2 separate regions of the Sus scrofa genome follow, and region 2 is linked to region 1. The links are chromatin contacts, called in public Hi-C maps. All regions are on one chromosome and are shown on one strand. Each heading gives the region's core, a stretch centred on a gene start, on an enhancer-like site or on the middle of the called end of the contact. The rest is flanking DNA. Distances are from core to core; before and after follow the strand shown.

Region 1 (2,786 bases), core at 187-2,686:
ACGCCCTTAGGAGAAAGTGTCAGCTGTAATAAGAGGTTCAGGTAGCATCCTGAGGGCCCTGGAGTTACATGGGCTTTTTTTTTTCCCCTCAGTGGACATTTTTATTGAGATAATTATAGATTCATAAGCAATTGTAAAAATAATACAGAGGGAGCCTTCCCACTTTGCCCAGTTTCCCCAATGGTGACATTTTGCAAAACTGTAGGACAAAATCACAACTAGAATATTGACTTTGATGCAATCCGCTGATCTTATTCAGATTTCCTGTTTTACCTGTACTTTGTGTGTAGTGTGTGTGTGTCCTTGTGTATATTAAGTTTATACAATTATATCACCTGCGTAGCTTCTTGCATCCACTACCACAGCCAAGATACTGAACAGTTCCAACAGCACAGGAACTCCCGGTGCCCTTTTAGAACCACACCCACCTCCCTCCTGTTCCTTGGCTTCACCACCCACCAGACCAGGGGTTGATTCCGTGTGGAGGGTAGGAAGGAGGGCAGAAGAGAACTCACAGGGTGGAGGGCTGTGAGTTAGGGTGCTAAGTTTGAGACTTGCTAGGTTAGCTGTGGCTGTGGGAATGTCCTAGAGAGCCGTGGATTTACGAAAGTCCACCCTAGAGGAGGGAAGTTTTTGCTGGAGTCTGAGATGGACTAGAGCTATCCCCCTCTAGTGGATCTGAGATGGACTAGATGAACTAGCCACCTATCAGGGCTAGAGCTGGGGTCTGCTGGGAGGGACCCGAATGGGCAGAGAGTATAAGGACCTGGAGGAGGATCACCACCCTTAATGGAAGTCCTCTTCTGGGTTCTGTCTGCATAGACACCCCACAGATGGGTGCCTTGTTTTGCAGCTGGCTGCCTCCTGCCCAGCCAAACCTTGTTCTTGCTTAAGAGGTCCGGGAATCTCCTCAGAGGATGCCCCCAGCCCGCAGGACCCCCTCACTTTGCCCCTAGTGTGAGCCTCAGAACCAGGCATGGAGATCCTTCTGCACAATATGCGCCCTTAGCCCAGGCTTGCTAATCCTGGCCCTCGGGTGTGGGGACGGACCTTAGAGGTCACTGAGTCCAAAGCCTTTAATTACAAAGGAGAAAATTGATCCTCAGGGGAGAAAGAATTTTGGCTGAGGCCGAAGATGTGATCTGCTGGAAGAAAGGGGGCTCTTTGCAATCACCTTCGGAAACTGCTTCCTCCAGAGAGGAGAAACCCAGCGGAGATGGACGAAAGTTTCTGAAGTCTTTCATTCATCAGTTTTTATTGAGCGTCTACTACGAGCCAGAAAGTGCCGGGTTCTGGATAGGAAGATGGATTAGGCACGGACCCGAATGCTGGTGGATTAGGACCACAAAGAGTTAAATTCCAGGATCTAGGCGGGGGGTAGGGGGTTGGAGTGTGGAAGAATCTCCCGAGGAAAAGTCCGCTCCCTAGCTACTCAGGCTCCGGAAACCTGGGCGAGAAGAGCCTGGGAAGGGCTGCCCCATTGGCGCGCGGCTTCCCCGCGGAACAAAAGGGGCAGGAGGCCGGGCCTGCGGCGGTGGCCGCCTTTAGGGAAGGGGGTGGGTCCGGGGAGGGTTTGCTGTGGGGCGCTGGTTAAAAGTACCGGGAAAAGCGCTACTCCGGCGCTCGGCTTCCTAAAACTGGGAGCTCGCTTTTTCCAACGGCCGGAAGTTTCGGCTCGTCTGCTCTGTTCGGGTAGTGGGCTCCGCGGCGCCGGGCGCAGGAGAGGGGCCGCTGTGGAAAGCCTGGCCCCAGCCGAGCCAGCGCGCACTTCTGCTGCCAAGTAAGAGCGCTGCCTGCGCGTCCCCTCTCCCCATGGCGGTTCTCGGGAAAGCCAGGGCGTCCTGGTGGGTCTCCAGGCTCCGCTCTCCTCGGGGCCCCCCTCTCAGCCTTGCTTGGGGTTCCCAGGACTCGAGCGGCGGGCATCCAGAGGGAGGGCTTCATGTTTGGAGAGACGAGGACGTGCAGGCTAACGGGTCCTGCTCCGACTAGGGCGGACTCACCCAGCCCCACCTCGCCTGAACTCTGCGAGCCGACGCAGCAGGCGCGCCCCAGGGAGCAGGGCGCTTGGTTCGTTGCTCGCCAGGGGCTCCTGCGACCAGGCAGGATAGAGCCAGGAGAGACTCGGTGCGCGGTAGGTGCCTAGGAGCGCGGGACCCTGGGGACTGCGCTGGTGCCCGGACTTCTGGCTTTTGAGGTGTGGAGCGCGCGCGGGGATGGGGGCCGCCCTGGAGTGTCCCCGGGGCTGTGGCTTTGGGGATGTGGAGCGCACAGGGCTGGGGTTGGCGGGGTAGGGGCATGGGGCTGAGCCTGGTAGCTCTAGAGCCCACAGCCTGGAGTCAGTTTTCTCCCGAGAAAGCCTCGGCTGAGCGCAGGAGCGCCCTGAGTCCTGTGCGCTGAGCGGCGAGGTCCGCACCCGAGGTATTCATTCTTGGCTCGTCCGGGTTCCAGGAAACCTCTCCCGCCGTAGTCACTGGGAGGCCCTGGAATAGGAAAGAACCAGCACAGGCGAACCCATGGGTCGTACGTGCAGGATCGCCCTGGGGCTCATCCTGGTGGTGTGCGGATACTCCCTCTGTCCTCAGTGCCCCCAAGTTTTACGCAGGCGCTTTGGACACCACGCTCCCGCCCCCGCCCCCGCCCCCCAGCCCACACCTTCTGGAACGCTCTGAAGTAGCTGCCCGCCGGAGGTGTCGCTGTAAATCAGCGCCGGAATAAATATGATTGGAAGAAACCGGCGAGATGCCTTCCTCTCCGTCGTCATCCCTCACCCGAACCGGGAAAGACCA
Region 2 (2,786 bases), core at 89-2,588, 56 kb before region 1:
ATGGACGGATCAGTCTTGTCTGATGCAGAAGCTGCCTGTGGCTGTGGAGCCCTTGAAATAAGGGCTCATGCAACTGACAGACTGAACGTTTTTCTCTCCCTTTTAAATAAATTTTGTTCATTAAAACAGCATCTTTATCCATGAAGATTGTTACATACATTCAAGAGTTATTATTTATCCAGTATATAGTTCTTTTTTTTATTGAGGTATAGTTGATTTACAGTGTTGTGTAAATTCATGTGTTACAACACAGTGACTCACAATTTTTAAAGATTATGCTCAATTTATAGTTATTATAATATATTGACTATATTCCCTGTGCTGTACAGTATATCCTTATAGCTTATCTTTTTTTTTTTTTTTTTTTGGTCTTTTTTGCCATTTCTTGGGCTGCTCCCACGGCATATGGAGGTTCCCAGACTATGGGTCAAATCGGAGCTGTAGCCACCGGCCTATGCCACAGCCACAGCAACGCGGGATCCGAGCCGAGTCTGCAACCTACACCACAGCTCACGGCAACACCGGATCCTTAACCCACTGAGCAAGGCCAGAGATCGAACCCGCAACCTCATGGTTCTTAAGCGGATTTGTTAACCACTGTGCCATGACGGGAACTCCTATTTTATACATAGTAGTTTGTACCTCTTAATCCCCTACTTCTCTCTTTCCCCTCCCTGCTTCCGTCTCCCTACTGGTAACCACTAGTTTACTCGTTATAACTGTGAGCCAGGCAAAACTGAATTTTTTTATATAACGGTTTTTTTGTTGTTTTTTGGCTGCAGCATGGAGTAGCTTGATGTGGGATCTCAGTTCCCAGACCCGGGATTGAACTCAGGCTGCAGCCGTGAACGCACTGAATCCTAATCATTAGACCACCAGGGAACTCCCAAGAAACTGAATTTTTAAATTTTAATGACTTTAAGTAGTCACACATGGCAATGGCTATCATATGGAACAACGCAAGACCAGTCAAGAGGGCCCCCTTGGCCATCCTAAGGAGTTAGGACTTTTTCCTGAGTGCGGAAGAAAAGTTGGGAGGTGGTACAAAGTGTCATGATTCCCACTCGTTTTAGAAAGATTCCTCTGGTATGTAAGTTTCTAACCTTTCTGGGTCCCAGAACTCTGAAATGTGACTTATTGCCAGGCCTTTTCCTAGAGGCTGCCATGCTGGGAGTGCCGCGGACAGTCAAGCAGACCTAAATCTGGCCCCTGAAGGGGCTTGCATTCTGGAGGGGGGAGACATATGAGCAACAGAAATGCAAACACATGCACTGCGTTAGAGGACAGGCTAAGGGTGTGGATTCACATACTTGAATGTCAGCTCTTTTATTTATGATCACCTTTTATTAGCTGGGTGACCTCAGACATGTTACTTAGCCTCTCTGCTTCATCTGTAAAATATTATGCAAATACTACCTACCTCGATGGTTGATAGGAGGAATAAAGGAGTTCTTGTAAAGCATTTGAGCAGGGCCTGGCACATAATAACCACTACACAAGTAGTTAATAAATAAGTAAACACCCAGGAGGAGAAGTCACTCAGGGAAGAGAGCTGGATGGAGGGGAGAGCTGACAGTTACAGATTGGGTGGCCAGGGCAAGGCTTCTTGAGAAAGTGACATTGAATAAAGACCTGAAGGGCATGAACAACTGAGCCATATGAATTATTTCCAAGTAGAAGAAGCAGCACATCAGAGGCCCTGAGACCAGACAGTGGCTGGCACGTGTGCAGACAGTGCAGACGCTGGTGTGCTGGACTGGAATGAGAAGGGGAGAGTGGAGAGGGAGGTCAGAGCAGGAACAGGTGGTGAGCAGTCAGGGCACGGCCCGTGGCCTTTATTTATGAGCGAAGGGAGCCCTTGGAGGATTTCCAGCACAAGATGAACAGGATCCTGGACCTGAGCAGGGGTAGGGGTGGATGTCAGTGTCAGATGAAGACTCTGCCTGAAGCTATTGGCTGAGGAGTTGGAGAGCCTCAGGTCAGGGACCGTCGTGATGGGTCAGGGGAAGAAACTGACCTCAGGCAAAAGCCTGAAGGAAAGGGACAGATTTTAGATAAATCGAAATTAAAGGAATGGAAGGTCTCTGTAAGAAACTGGCTTTGGAGGATGAAGGGGTGGTGGGGGTGGATCAGGCACACTCCCTAGTTGCTGCTTTGAGCAGTGGGTGGGATTGAGCACTAGGAGCGGGTGAGAGCTGCAGTTGAAGGATTCCATTTTGGAAGTGTCTCTTCTGGGCCCGGGCAGTGTTCTGATGGGTGTAACAGTAGGTGCTTGAAGATGTGTATCTATAACTCAGAAGAAAAGCACAGGGTGGAGAAAGAAAGTTCCAGGTGTCAGATCATTGAAGCAGTAACTGAAGTTGACCAGAAACAGAGCTTAGAGTAGAAGAGATTGGAGCCAGGACAGAAGACCTGGGTAACAGAGTGGACAAGGTGTGTGTGAATGCGGAGACGTGGAAGACCCTGAGATGCAGCTGTTCAAGGGCTAAGAGGCAGACTAGGGGAATGGCACCCTGAGCGGCCTGGTCAGGGGTAAAGCGCTGCCACGAGACCGAGAAAGAGCCCCACTATCACACGTCCTCTGGATCAGGCAGGTTGGAAGGAGGCCCTGGCCATGGCTGCCTGTTCTCTCTGTGAGCCAGGTCTGGGCTGGAGGAGTGGAAGCAGCTGTGAAGGTGGCGAAGAGCTCCCTAGGAAACGGAGCCTCACGTGGTACCTTGTACATGGAAAAAGACCTGGTAGACATTTATCAGATGACTGCCTGTCTCCTACTCCCACCCCTAATT

What was found. Hi-C and Micro-C count contacts between places; a contact is called where the count stands out from the background.
Region 2: a Hi-C map of fetal skeletal muscle shows a contact between it and region 1, with 2.4 times the contacts expected there. The contact joins the enhancer-like site here to the promoter of LOXL2 in region 1.

The regions. Positions count from the first base shown.
Region 1 is chr14:7,539,349-7,542,134 of Sscrofa11.1, reverse strand. It overlaps LOXL2 (lysyl oxidase homolog 2), which reads left to right and starts at 1,436. Exons shown (of 14, transcript XM_021074114.1): 1 at 1,436-1,780.
Region 2 is chr14:7,595,368-7,598,153 of Sscrofa11.1, reverse strand. All of the region lies in intron 1 of ENTPD4 (ectonucleoside triphosphate diphosphohydrolase 4), which reads left to right. Among named protein-coding and RNA genes, the nearest start is that of ENTPD4, 7.7 kb to the left of the region's middle. Within about 2 kb of position 1,338, at least 4 of the 83 cell types and tissues checked have an H3K27ac peak or open chromatin away from gene starts, as enhancers often do. A contact at or near this core is called in fetal skeletal muscle, where this site is marked.